Regions from separate parts of the Mus musculus genome. Here region 2 is linked to region 1. The links are chromatin contacts, called in public Hi-C maps. All regions are on one chromosome and are shown on one strand. Each heading gives the region's core, a stretch centred on a gene start, on an enhancer-like site or on the middle of the called end of the contact. The rest is flanking DNA. Distances are from core to core; before and after follow the strand shown. Region 1 has its middle 110 kb from the start of Slc4a3. Region 2 overlaps Gm32622 (a long non-coding RNA gene).

Region 1 (6,646 bases), core at 1,419-3,918:
AAGGCTTGAGATTCAGTAATCCGTTGGGAGGAAAGATGCTCAGCCCCACTCCCAGACCAAGGCTCCTGTCCCAAGTCCAGATACCCAGCCACTTGGTCCCAAGGCCTAACCCACATGGAGACTAGGGAAGATACCAGTGTGCTTTTTACAGACAGGCACACCTCTGAACCGTCTATGGGGCTGAGTCCAGTCCCACTACTTCTACAGCTCCAAGATCTCTGGGCCACTCTGAGGTGGGTGGGGAAGACGCAGATTGGACGTATGCGGAATGATTTAAAGAAAGTCCCCCACACAACCACACAGTATCCCACACAACCACACAGTATCCCACACAACCTCACAGTATCCCACACAACCTCACAGTATCCCACACAACCACACAGTATCCCACACAACCACACAGTACCCCACACAACCACACAGTACCCCACACAATCTCACAGTCCAACCTGAAACTCTCAGCACAGGCAGCCAGAGTCTTTGCATGCAAGCATCTTGCTTCCAGAAGTTTCCTGATAAATGCAAATGTACACAGAAGACTAGCATGTGCTCAGACTTCTTTTCCCAGTGTCACCAACATTTTCCACCCCCTACCCGGAACCCCCCCCCCCCATTGCTCCTCCCCAGGTCTCTAAGTACAGAACAAAGGCTTCTAAGAAACACAAGAACTTCCCCATCAAGAGAGAGATAGGAATCATTTTTTTTTAAGAAAAACACTTAGAGAGGAATAAAAAGTTCACAAACACGCATGCTCTTCGACTTACACTCTATTTTGTGTCTTCAACCAGACGAAGACAAGGGAATCAGAGGAAAAAAAAAATCAGTTGGCAAGAAGAAAATAGGAGGTAATACAGAGAACTTTTTAAATCCACTATTTTATGAGAGTTTTTAGAAAGAGCATGCCTCTGCCTTTAAGGAATTATGAATCCCATCGCTGTTTCAGTTGGCCACCGGAAATCTCCTCAAATTATGACACAGATTTATTATTTAATTACAAATGGGTAAGCATTAATTGTGAGTGGGGAAATTCTGAAGGGTAATTGAAGCTTGGATCAGAATGAGGACGAGGTCTCGGTCCTCCTTATGGGGACATGGGGAAGCAGGAAAAAAAAAATCATGACTTTACCCCACACTAGCAGCAATTGGACCAGGTAGAAGAGTTTCCTAAATACATCTGGTAAACCTGAGACGGTGATTAAAGGAGACTATGTCCTCGCATTTCTTCTTGCTCCAAATGTTTTTAAAACCATCAGTTGCCATTTGCTATGGACTTAATTGTGGGCCCACAGTAGTTTGTATACTGCATCCCTAGTCCCCAGTTAGACTTATTTGGATGTCGGGCTTTAGGGAGGTATTAAAGGTTCATGGAGTCCTAGGGCCCTAACCCGTTAGTAGTGTGTCCTTGTAGGAAGAGTTAATAGACACTCCATGGAGAAAGACCCTTCCATGGCCATACAGGGGGGAAAAAAGGCTATCTAGAAGCTGGGAAGAGAGCCCTCACCATAAATTAAGTTTGTGGGGCTTCTCGCCTCCACAGAGAGAATATAAATGCCAGTCACTTAAGCCTCCCAGTGTGCAAAGTCTCTTTATGGCACCCTGAGCAGCTAATGCAACATCTGTGCAAAAGAAATGTTCTGCCCAAGGGATGAGGCTCGCTGAGGCAGTCAACAAACAGGAGTGAACCATCGTCTAGACAATGGTTTTATAGCAGAAGCTGTGATAGCGTCCTCAACAGGATTCTCCCCACAGCAGCTCTAAGCCTCTGCTTCCACAACCTCCCTCCAATGCTGGCACCAACTTAGGTGCGCCCTCCTCAGCCTGAGGAGGAACAGTGCTCAGTACCCAGGCAATGGGTACTGACTGTCTTCTCCCTTGAGTTTGCCTCCGAAGCAGTCGGAGCCGTGCCGTGGAGTCCAGGCTCGGCCTATCAGGGAGTAAAACAATGTCGCCGTGGAGAACCGGAAAACGACAATCGTTCCTGACAAGCACTCCATGAGCGCATGCGGCCTAGGTGCACCTACACCTGGACGGCTTTCTGAGTCCTAAAGGACTGGTAAAGACTGGTGTCTAGGCCAGGGACAATGTCAGGGGACACACACCTTCAGGAGGCCAGAGTTTCACAGTGTGAGGGCGATAAAGGGATGTTAAATAAAACTGGGGAGACAGGAAGGAAAAATAGCTAGGCCAAACGTTAATTTCAGGAGAGGAATCGGATTGAGGCTGAAAGCTGGAATAATCCCCTCAGCTTTTGACTAAACTCTAGCTAGAAGAGCAGAAATCTATACTTGATCATTTAAAAAGAAACAACTTTTGCTTCAAAGCTTTTAAAGAAAGATAAGAAAAAGGAGGAATTTTTTTCCTTCCCTACAAATATTTGCATTTTTTTTTTAATTTGACACTTTTAACGTCAGGCAACAGGGGACTATGGTTTGATTGGTTGGTTGGTTTTGGATACAACCGAGGGTCACAAAGGCAAGAGTACTCATACATCAGCAAACAGGACGAAGTCGTGTGATTTTTTAGTGCCTCAAATACGCCCACCAAGGCTGATGTCTAATTGCCAATGGTCCAACAATCAGTTCACAAAATTCCTGGCTACTTAACCAGTCTCTAGCAAGTACACCAGCTGGCTCCAGCACACTTTTGCAAGGCATTCTGGGTAAGCAGATGGCAGCTGGCCCAGCACAAAACCACAGACCAGAGAAACCAAGGTTTCAGAGGGCGATGTGAGGAAGCCCAATAGATCTTCCTCCCCTGGATGCAGCTCCTCGCAGGCACTACAGGGAGCTACGGACCTAGTCATTAAGCTACCCACCACCTAAGGAAGAGACACATTCCGTTCTTTAGGAAGGGTTGCCTAGACCCCGGCGCACTGTGATGGCGCCACCTGGTGGCCAAAGGAAAAACAGCCACGGAGAATCTCAGATTTCCACCACGTTTTTAAAATTCTGTATGAAATTGGTATTTCAGGAAAGAAAAAGAGTGGGGGAGGGGAATCGAAGGGAGGGACAGAAAAGGACTGGAAGGGGGTGCTACAGGAAGGGAGGGAAGGGGGAAGGAGGAGATGGGATGGAAGAGTTAGAAAAGATCTTAGCTAATCATTGGCAAACCAAAAGCTCAACTTTCCCAGGCACTTCCTAAAAATGCCCACTATGTCCCCCATAAAGAAAGATATTAAAAATGAATTACTGAAATACTTTTAATGATTTGGCCAGACAAACGCTGAGTGGTTTACCTCACTACTAGACAGTTCCATCACTCAGCTGTCGTGACCATCTATAGATACTTATGACTGGCCTATACTTTGGATATTCATGTATAATTCATCTAAATTCATTCTATGGCCCAACCTTCGAAAGAACTGCTAGCATATGCTTTTGTTTCCATAACAAAGCCAAACACAGAAGCCAGGGTAGGGTATGTACCTCTCCAGCTTAACCCTCAGTGCCTGGCACTGGCCTCTCTGCTTGGCCAGGGTTCAATACAGCCTGGTCCTAGTTAGTTCCTGGTTCCTCTGCAGAAACTCTCTCTAAAGGTTCATGCCAGTCACCTGCAGGTATTTATAGAAATCTAAGCTTTGGTTCATAAGTCAGAGAACTGGGCAGAATTGGAGCTGGCACCAGTAAGCATTAGAGTAATAGTTGATGAAACAGATTAATTAAAGAAATGCATTAACATGCATAACCGAGTGGCTCTTATTATATGTATGTGAGTTGTCCAGCTAGAGTAAAACATTTAAACTCTGTGTCTGTCTGTGTGTGTGTGTGCGCGCGCGCGTGCATGTGTGCGTGCATGTGTGTAAGAAAGCAGAGCTCGCCTTGATGATGTGTATTATTTCCACAGCCTCTGGCTGAGCTTCAAGCTCAAAACACCTTTGACTAAACACTCAGAAGCCGGTTACTGGGATCGATAAAGGAGAAAGAGTGACCTCTGCTGGCCAAGTGAGATTTTTTTTTCCCCAGCCTCTGGTCAATTTCCCAACTCTACAATGACATGATGTGTTTACAGAAATGCAGTAATGCCCTCTGCAGAATAAATGATCGGCTAATTTTTTTCTAGACTGGTGATATTTACAATCCCATCAGCAAAAAGGCCATGGCTTGTTTGGCTCAAAAACTCCTTAATGATTTGTAGAAATGAGATTCAATTAGGTTTTTTTATGCTTAATAATTATTCAGTAGAAAAAATAAGAAATGTTTTCATGTGGCAAACAATCATTTATTTTCTTTGCTTCTTGTTTATATGTCATTGATGAAATGAATAATTTGCAATTTATTTTGAAATATAGAAACTAACTAGGGTAATGATAAAACTGTTGCCCCTAAGTATCTCATTAATATCTGTAGTCATTTGATTGCTAAGCCCTCAATTTAGGAACTGAATTGTTATTTTTTGCATTTATTTAGTGTGTGTGTGTGTGTGTGTGTGTGTGTGTGTGTGTGTTCACATTGCTATGGTGTGCTTGTGGAGCACAACTTCCAGGACTCAGTTCTCTCCTTCCTGTGGTGGGCCCAGGATTGAGCCAAGGTCATAAGGCTTGGCAGCAAATGCCTTTACCCACTGAGCCATCTCCCCATCCCTAAAAGTTTTCAATTCTTTCCAATAGTCCCATTTCATAATCCATTGTGCTGTGCAGACTGGGAATGAGTTAGCTCACGCTTGAAGACTCAACAGTGCTCAGAACAAAATCACTTCCACTTCATCCCTGGGTGGCCAGATCTCTCCACAGAGCTTCCGTTGCTTTCGACAAGCAGAAGATGGGGTGCCTCGTGCTACTCTCAGACATTTTCAACTATCAGCTTACCCTGATTACAGAGGTCACTTTGGTCTCTAGTTTGTCCAAATTTAAAACAAAAATACCATATTTCAGGTTTTCCACAGAAATGCTGGGCAAAGTCTCTTTAAAATGTTTTTAATTGACTAATAATTCTGCCAATGTGACTGTTAAATCAAGAAGGTGAAAGAGGAGAGACACCCAGAGAGCAAGCTCTGAGCCCCACTCAGTGAGGGAAACTGGCCCATATGTCAATAAACTATAAAAATTCTCAAATGCCTATAAAAGGCATCAGTATCCAGTGTCATATAACTCATGCACCATCGTTACCAATAAAATATTCAAATTAAATGAAGGGTTTATTTTAAATCTTTTTTATATTCCTACATAATGAAAGGCTAGTATTTCTGTCACATGCCTTTCTGAAGCCAACACTCTCCCTTTCCCTAGCTCTCTGGCTGACAAGAGGCCAGACTACTTCACACTCAGAAACACTTTGAAAATCAGAGAGTAGACATGGAAGGAGAGAGGGAAGATGAAGCCATAATCATTATGGTGTGTGCTGGTCTCCTGCACCTGCGGGGGGGGGGGGGGGGAACGAGGACAGAAACACGTAGATGAACTGTGGAGAGAATATCTTGTGTGTTCTATGGATGCATCACCTGTCAATTACAAAAACCTACAGCCTATAGGAAAGGGTAGAATAGAAGGTGGGACATCTGGGAGGGAGAAAGAATTCTGGGATAGAGCCAGGAGCAGGAGATTGGCCTGGGAAGATGTGACAAGACAGAGGCATGGCACCTGAGCACAGGTAACCAGCCATGGGGCAGAAGGTAGACTAGAGTAACTGGATTATAATAAGTTATGATCTAGTCAGAGAAGAGCCGAACTATATGGCAAGGTATTTGTAAATAGATTTAGAGTCTGGGTCTTGTTTCTTGGAGCGTAGAGTGGGAGGAAGAACCAAAGTGTAACTTCTACAACCAACTCTGACACAATTCCTGGAACTGGCCATGATGTCTTCCCTTCCTTGCTTTTCATTTGCTAACACACACACTAATCCCAGCGCTCGGGAGGCAGAGGCAGGCGGATTTCTGAGTTCGAGGCCAGTCTGGTCTACAAAGTGAGCTCCAGGACAGCCATGGCTACACAGAGAAACCCTGTCTCGAAAAAACCAAAAAAAAAAAAAAAAAAAAAAAAAAGAATGAACAATCTTTCCTAAGAATACCAATTGACACTCCTCAACACACATGGTTTTGTCTTGGTTTACTCTATGAAATGGTATAGAGAAGATCTTTAAGAAAAGATACAGACCTTGCTATGTGTTGAATGTGTCCTCCAAAGTCCATGAGCCAGGAACTTGGTTTCAGTACAACAGGGTTGAAAAGTGGGAATCTCTAAGACTTGATTAGACACTGAAAATTATCACATCAAGAGTGGATCCGCAGGCAGGGGTAGGGGTGTGGGCCTTTTACTTTAGCACTTGGGAGGCAGAGACAAGTGGATCTCTGCATTTGGGGGCAGCCTGGTCTACAGAACAAGTTTTAGTTACAGGGTCACAAAGAGAAATCCTGTCATCATCATCATCATCATCCTCCTCATCCTCGTCATCATCAGCATGCATCAGCATTCAGTGCTGCAGGAGTGAATCTGCTACCGCAGGTTTGCAGTGAAAGCCGTTCAGCCCTCGTCTGTCTCTGCCTCGTGTGCAGGTGTTCTTGTTCACCTTCTGCCTTCCTCTGTGGAACGACACTGCCCTTGCTAGATGCTGGTGCCTTAATATTGAACTTCCAGCCTCCTACACCTTGAGAAATAAATACTGTTTTCTTTACAAATGACCCAGTCTATGATATACTGCTCTAGCAACATGCG
Region 2 (6,646 bases), core at 1,629-4,128, 350 kb before region 1:
TGTCCAGTGGCTTCACCTGCTCGGGAGAGCGCCTTCCAGGCCCTAATAGCCTTTTCATCTGATTCAGAACTATTAAGAACTGGCTCCTTGAGCTCATCTAGTGATGAGTATAGGCTCCTTCTCCTAGAGACCTCCGCTGATTGATCTTTTTTCTTTTCTTTTTCCTTCTCCTTCCTTCTAATCTCTCCCCAGGTATTCTTACCTGACCTAAACTTTTCCTCGGGTTCAAGACCCTTGGAAAGGCCTGTATACTTATTTTGTCCACCATATTTCCTCTTTGCTCCTACTCTCTTTCCCCGCTTTACTTCTGATAGATTGCCCTGAATTTCATCCAGAATTTTCAGCCCTGCCTTAACCACTTGATAACATGTGAAAAGGAACAAAAAGGGCTCCTAACACTAGAAAAAGTTCAAGGCCAGACTTACCTTGTAAAGCTATTTCCCACTTTACTTCTGATAGACTGTCTTGAATTTCGTTAGAAAGTTCAAGGCCAGACGTACCTTGTAAAGCTATTTCCCACTTTACTTCTGATAGACTGTCTTGAATTTCGTTAGAAAGTTCAAGACCAGACTTACCTTGTAAAGCTATACTTACCGGTACCCTGTTCCCCAGCTGAAGAGTTCTGAATTCACGCAGTTGAATCCTTCTCAACAGTCTGTGTTGCGGGAACACTTCATTACCACCGTTCCCCAGCTGAAGAGTTCTGAATTCACGCAGTTGAATCCTTCTCAACAGTCTGTGTTGCGGGAACACTTTATTACCACCGTTCCCCAGCTGAAGAGTTCTGAATTCACGCAGTTGAATCCTTCTCAACAGTCTGTTTTACGGGAACACTTCATTACCATGACCCGCAGTGCTGGTTCCGGAATGAGGGATCTTCCTTGCGCCGGTGATGGTAACCGTCCTGGGTTTTCTCATCCCAGGATTTCTCGTCCCGGGTTTTCTCGTCCCGGGTTTCAGCACCAACTCTTACACGTGTTCGCGCGACCGGCCAGGAAGAACGCAACAAACCGGAATCTTCTGCGGCAAAACTTTATTGCTTACATCTTCAGGAGCCAGAGAGCCAGAGAGCAAGAGAGAGAAAAAGAACAAGAACAAGAAAGCAAGAGAGAGAAAAAGAACAAGAACAAGAAAGCAAGAAAAAGAACAAGAGCAAGAGAGAAAATGGCAAAACCCCGTCCCTTTTAAGGAGAATTATCCTCTGCCTAGGACGTATTACTCCCTGATTGGCTGCAGCCCATCGGCCCAGTTGTCATCACGAGAAAGGCAGAACACATGGCGGGAAAACTGCCCCTGCACGTGTGCAGATTATGTTTACTACTTAGAACACAGCTGTCAGCGCCATCTTATAATGGCAAATGTGAGGACGGCTCCCAACATTCACCCCCTTATAGTTCCACACACATACTGTACAAGGGCCCTGATCTATATAACCAATAGAAATGCTAACAAGCGACACATTTCCCCCATGAGAAGGCACCCAAGGCAGCAAGGGATCAAGGGATGTCTATAGTCAATAGCCAGGAACCTCAGAAGAGCCAAGGCTACCAGCAACCATGTGATAAACTTGAAGAGAATCACCTCTTGACCAAGTAAGTCTTTCTCAGGAGAGACACCCTCAGCCAAACCCTGGAGGCTAACTCCTCGATGCTGGATGGTTAGGACTAACCCAGTTTCCAAGTAGTGTGTCAATTTCTGCAGTTTCTGAGTAGTGAATCCATTTCTGCTATAGCCTGAGAGGGACTAATTGTGAATGTCTGTGCCTCCCCCTCAGTCAAACGTTGAAACTAGTTAATTAAAAAAAGAAAATGGGAAGAAACATTTCCCTGGCAAAAATAACCTGCAGAGTGGCAAAAAATGTGTTAAAACATTGTGACAGACCAGGAGATGTGGATGAAGTCAACACTGAGACAAAGCCACAAAGGCATTTAGAAACAAAACCATTAGGGCATAGTGTGTGTGGGGTGTGTGTGTGTGTGTGTAATAGCTCTAGAAGTCTGGAACTCGCTACAAAGACCATGTTGGCCTCACACTTGCAGCAATTCTCCTGTCTCATCCTTCTGGGTGCTAGGATTATAGATGTAAGCCACCATGTTCAGCTCAAGCATTACATATTACATTAGTAATTAAAAATCTATTGCTGGAAGCTGTAGAGATGGAGAGTTAAAAGCACTGATTGTTCTTCAGGAGGGTCTGGGTTTGATTCCTGGCACCTACATGGCAGCTCAGAGTAATCTGTAACTCCTGTTTTACCTTCATGAAAATGATACACATGCATGGGACCAAGCATCCATATAAATAAAATAATAATCAAATATTTAAAGGAACCTATTAGCCATTTTAAGCATGTATAGCATCATAAGTTCAACAGATATTAGTGGAGTGCCCACCTGAGACAAGGTATTAGGCTGTGCAGCACTAGAGAGACACAGTCAGGGTCAAAACAAAGTCTTTGTTGCTCTCTGATCCAGCATTGATAATACAATTCTGCCTTCACCTTCAGAGGGGATGTCTTTAGCTGGGATGGAGAGGAACCAGAGGGAGAGGCTGGTGAAGAGACTCAGAAGTGTTTCCAAAGACCATCTTGCTCTCCATAGTCCTCTCTAACCACCCTGCCTCCTTATGTACCAAAGACTTGAAAAATTCTATCCCTAGAATACCAGCTACGTGTACCTTAAGCAAGGATTCTCCAACCCTGTCCCCTTCGGGCACCTTTATTCTTTTTTTCATGGCAGAATTGCCAGGAACTGAAAGAGACTTTGGTTCACACATGCGCAGATGAAGAAAGTAAAATCTGAAGGGAAGAAGCCGGTCCAAGCCTTCAAAGGCAAGAGCCGGCTGAAGCTTCCACCTCCGGGGTTCCAGCCGGTGCTTTCCCTACCACATCTCAGTAATGCCATCAGCCTTGGACTGCTATGCTTCAGCAGCCTGCGAGAACAGCATGGGGAAAAAATCTCTGAGCACTGCAGAGATTTCAGCTTCGCTCACACAGCGATGGCTTCATTCGGCAGCCATCCAAGGTCCCTGCTAAGCCTGTTTTCCTTGACTCAATTAGAGAAAGCACTGGGGGAAGATCAGGCTGAGAAACTCTCTGGGCTCTCATCTGTTAATTGAAGCCACTGTCAGATTTTCCACACCATGACAAATGATCAAAGATATCTCTCTCTCTCTCTCTCTCTCTCTCTCTCTCTCTCTCTCTCTCTCTCTCTCTCTGCAACATTAGGTTAAGCTACAAGTAAAAAAAAAAAAGTACAACCTGTTTTAAAATGGAAATAAAAGAGTCAAAAGGGACCTAACCACTCAGATATGTTCAGAGTTTGAAGTCAAAGAACATCCATTTCTCAAGGTGGAAGAGAAATGTCATTTGGGACTATTGCGTTAGATCCTGTGAGCTGGGTGTTGGCCTAGAGCCTCTCTGCCATGTCTCAGGCCCCTGCTGTGTAAATGACATGCAAGGGCCTTGGGTCCTTTGAGCACTGGCCAGCAAATTACCAGCCTGTATCTATATTGACATTCGTGTTCTTGACTTAATGGTTAATTTACTTAATGAGGAGCTGCTGTCCTCCTCAAAACGAATGGAATGTCAAAATGTACTGGACTGGGGAGTGTGATAGACAAGAGGCTGGAGAGGGATTCCTCATTCCCAGACCCCCAGTGGTATGCATTTCATTCATTTCATACGTGAATGGTTATTGGTTCCTGTTGTGACTGGGATATGGTTTAAGTGTGTCTCCCAATGACTCACATCGCGCAAACTTATCCTCAGCATAGTTACACAAAGAGGTAGTTGAGCCTTTGAGAGTTGGGGATGATGAGAAGTAAAGAGCTGACTGTGAGCACCATCTTCAAGTGGAACTGGTGTTCTTTCAAGAGTCTTGCTAGATCCTGTGAGAATGAACTCTTAGGCTACTTTTCTCAAAATAAAGCAAACCTGGTATCTGCTGCTCCCAGTTTCCTGAATCCCGTGTCATTCATTCCTCTTGCACATGTTCTCGCCATGATGTTATCTGGTATGCTAGGATGTAACTAGACAGCACCAGCAAGAATCAAGTAAATGTTAGTGCCATGTTCTTGGGCCTCTTGATGCTTGAGACAACTAAGCCTCTTTTCTTTAGTCATTGTCTTATATTGAGTGTTGTGCTTTAGCAAACAGAATCAGACTAATGTGTTTCCTATTATGTGAAAGCCTGGCTCCAGAGTAGGGCAAGAGTGAACAGTTGAAATGCGTGCCCTATGCCCTGTCCCACAAATCCATACCACACCAGTCCAACAAACAACTACCATAAACAAGTCATAATAACTCACGATTGTGCAGCTCCTGAACCTCTCTGGGTTGTGTAAAGATGTTAAAACAAACAAACAAACAAAAAGCACCAGTTTGGAAATTTCCTGGCTATCCAGTAGGCATTATTTGCCACTGATGGAAGAAAATTTAAGTTGAACTAAGGTGGAATTCCAGAATAACTGACATATTTCCTGTCAGATACCCCACCCCACCCCACACTAAGACTGCCAGCGGATAGAGAATAGTAAAAATCATAGATCCTGGAGCTTAGCCACTGGGTGTGGGTCCTGGCTACTCTCTCACTAGTGTGGCCTTGGACCAGTTGTCAGTCTTTCCTGGGCATCAGTTTTCTCATTTGCAGGATGGAGTTGAAATGATACTTCCTAGCATTGCTGTGAGGCCTAAACAAACTGACTTACTAAAAAGATGTAGGGAGACTTGTCCTACCCAGAGGCTACACTGTCACTTAAGGACAGCTTCCTGTTATAAGCAGAATTTCTATTTCCAGAGAGTTTCCCGTTTGGGTATCAGAACCACACACAGTAGAGCTGAACCTCAGACTCATGCTTCAAATGTTTTCTTTTCTCTTTCCTTTTTTCTTCTTTTAATTAAAGAGAAACTCTAATAACGACCAAGGGTGTATTGCAAAGCTCAGTGAGTAATATCGTTAAAATAAAAGAAAAATGGCAGCATCAATACTTTTAACTTTTTAAATTAAATTTGTGTGTGTATGTGTGTGTGTGTTTGGAGTGGGCATGGGCATGTGCATGCCTGAATATGTGTGGAGGTTAGAGGGCCATATGGGTCCTAAAAATAGAACCCAGATTGCCAGGTTTGGCCTCAGGCCCCTTTACCCACTGAGCTATCTCACCAGCCCTCAGAATCTCCCACCTCTCTTTAATCTACTTTACAGACCTTTAAACATGTGTTTATGGAATAGACTGTGAACCCATGGAGGTGAAAACTCAGATTTTTAGTATATGTGATGCCATATCCCTAGAATAATATCACACAGAAGGTGAGTGCCCAGCAAATGTTACATTCATATATAATCCAGTCTATTTGGAGGCCCCCAGTCTAGCTTTTGTCTTGGATTCTAAAGATCAAACTCAGGTTCTATATATGCTAGGCAAGAGCTCTACCACTGAGCTACATCCCAAGCCCATATTTTCTCAAAACTATAAAGGAAGCTATGGGTAATGTTGATATGTATATGAGTATATCTATCATTTTATAATCACCTCCATAGAGAGAACAAAGGACCACAACGGTGGCTGTGAACAAAGTTGGATAGGACTCTGGGTCCTAGTCCACCTGTAACAGGGAGCAACTCTCCAGGGGTACAGATGCTCCAGGGTAGGACAAAGAGCTGCTCCTTTACATTCTAATCTCTGCCATGCTTTCAGAGTCCTAAGTCCTGTGCTCCTCACACAGGTACAGCTGTGTCTAGTCCAAGGGCATTGGGTAAGTCTAAGTGAAATTCATCACAGAGCAAATGCCCCCAAGTCCCATGTACACCTCTGTAGGCATAGGAAGGAGGTCACCAGCAGAAGCACACCCGATTTCTCCTCCCGATTAGAGCCAATACGGACAGTCTCTGCTGACATAGTCACATTGTCCCTGCCAATCATAAAGTTTCTTCTCACAGGAGATGACGGTCTTCACCTACACAGCACACATCTGCCAAAGCTCTGCCCTTGACTTCTATACATTGACGTCTTTTGAACGTTAATTGAGGTAGCCCAGATGTCCAGCATGAAGACTCTGTGAAACTCAGGCATATGCAGATTCGGTCTGCAAGTCTTTCACTGTGTGTGAGCTTACAGGAAGGGAAATGTGGGCAAGAATTATATGTGACAAAATTCCACTTGTGCTTTCAGTAGAAATGCTAATAGACTTAAAGAGCTATGATTTATGATTTCTTCTCTCATACAAAGATTTTAGGAATAAAGAGACAGTTAACAAGCAGCTAGGGAGAGTTAAAAGTTAGTCTTTTTTAGTTAACCAGAAAAACTATTCATGATCTCTAGGCTATGAGAAACAACCCAGCCAGACTGAAGAAAGCAATTAAGAAAAAATGAGTAAAAGTGGGCCTCTAAGAAACAACAGAGAATATGTCTGGAGGTGTGGCCTAGTGGTAGAGTTTGACTAGCATGCTAGAGTCCCTGGGTTTGAGCCTCACTCAGTATTGAAGGGAGGGAGGGAAGGAGGGAGGAAGGAGGAAATTTTCCTTTCTAGTTTCTGTGTATTTTCTTCGGTTTGTCTTGCGTTTTGTTTTGTTTTGTTTTGTTTTGTTTTGTTTTGTTTTGTTTTGTTTTGTTTTGTTTTGTATTGTTTTTCAAGACAGGGTTTCTCTGTAGC

The links. Hi-C and Micro-C count contacts between places; a contact is called where the count stands out from the background.
Region 2: a Hi-C map of forebrain shows a contact between it and region 1, with 6 times the contacts expected there. The contact joins two enhancer-like sites. A contact is called at or near these places in 2 of 484 Hi-C or Micro-C datasets (cranial neural crest and forebrain) and 2 of 115 datasets of contacts at active chromatin or transcription factors (both in embryonic stem cells).

What each region holds. Positions count from the first base shown.
Region 1 is chr1:75,649,988-75,656,633 of GRCm38.p6, reverse strand. No RefSeq gene overlaps it. Among named protein-coding and RNA genes, the nearest start is that of Slc4a3, 110 kb to the right of the region's middle. Within about 2 kb of position 2,668, at least 60 of the 459 cell types and tissues checked have an H3K27ac peak or open chromatin away from gene starts, as enhancers often do. A contact at or near this core is called in forebrain, where this site is marked.
Region 2 is chr1:75,997,648-76,004,293 of GRCm38.p6, reverse strand. All of the region lies in intron 4 of Gm32622 (a long non-coding RNA gene), which reads right to left. Among named protein-coding and RNA genes, the nearest start is that of Gm29065, 18 kb to the left of the region's middle. Within about 2 kb of position 2,878, at least 7 of the 459 cell types and tissues checked have an H3K27ac peak or open chromatin away from gene starts, as enhancers often do. A contact at or near this core is called in forebrain, where this site is marked.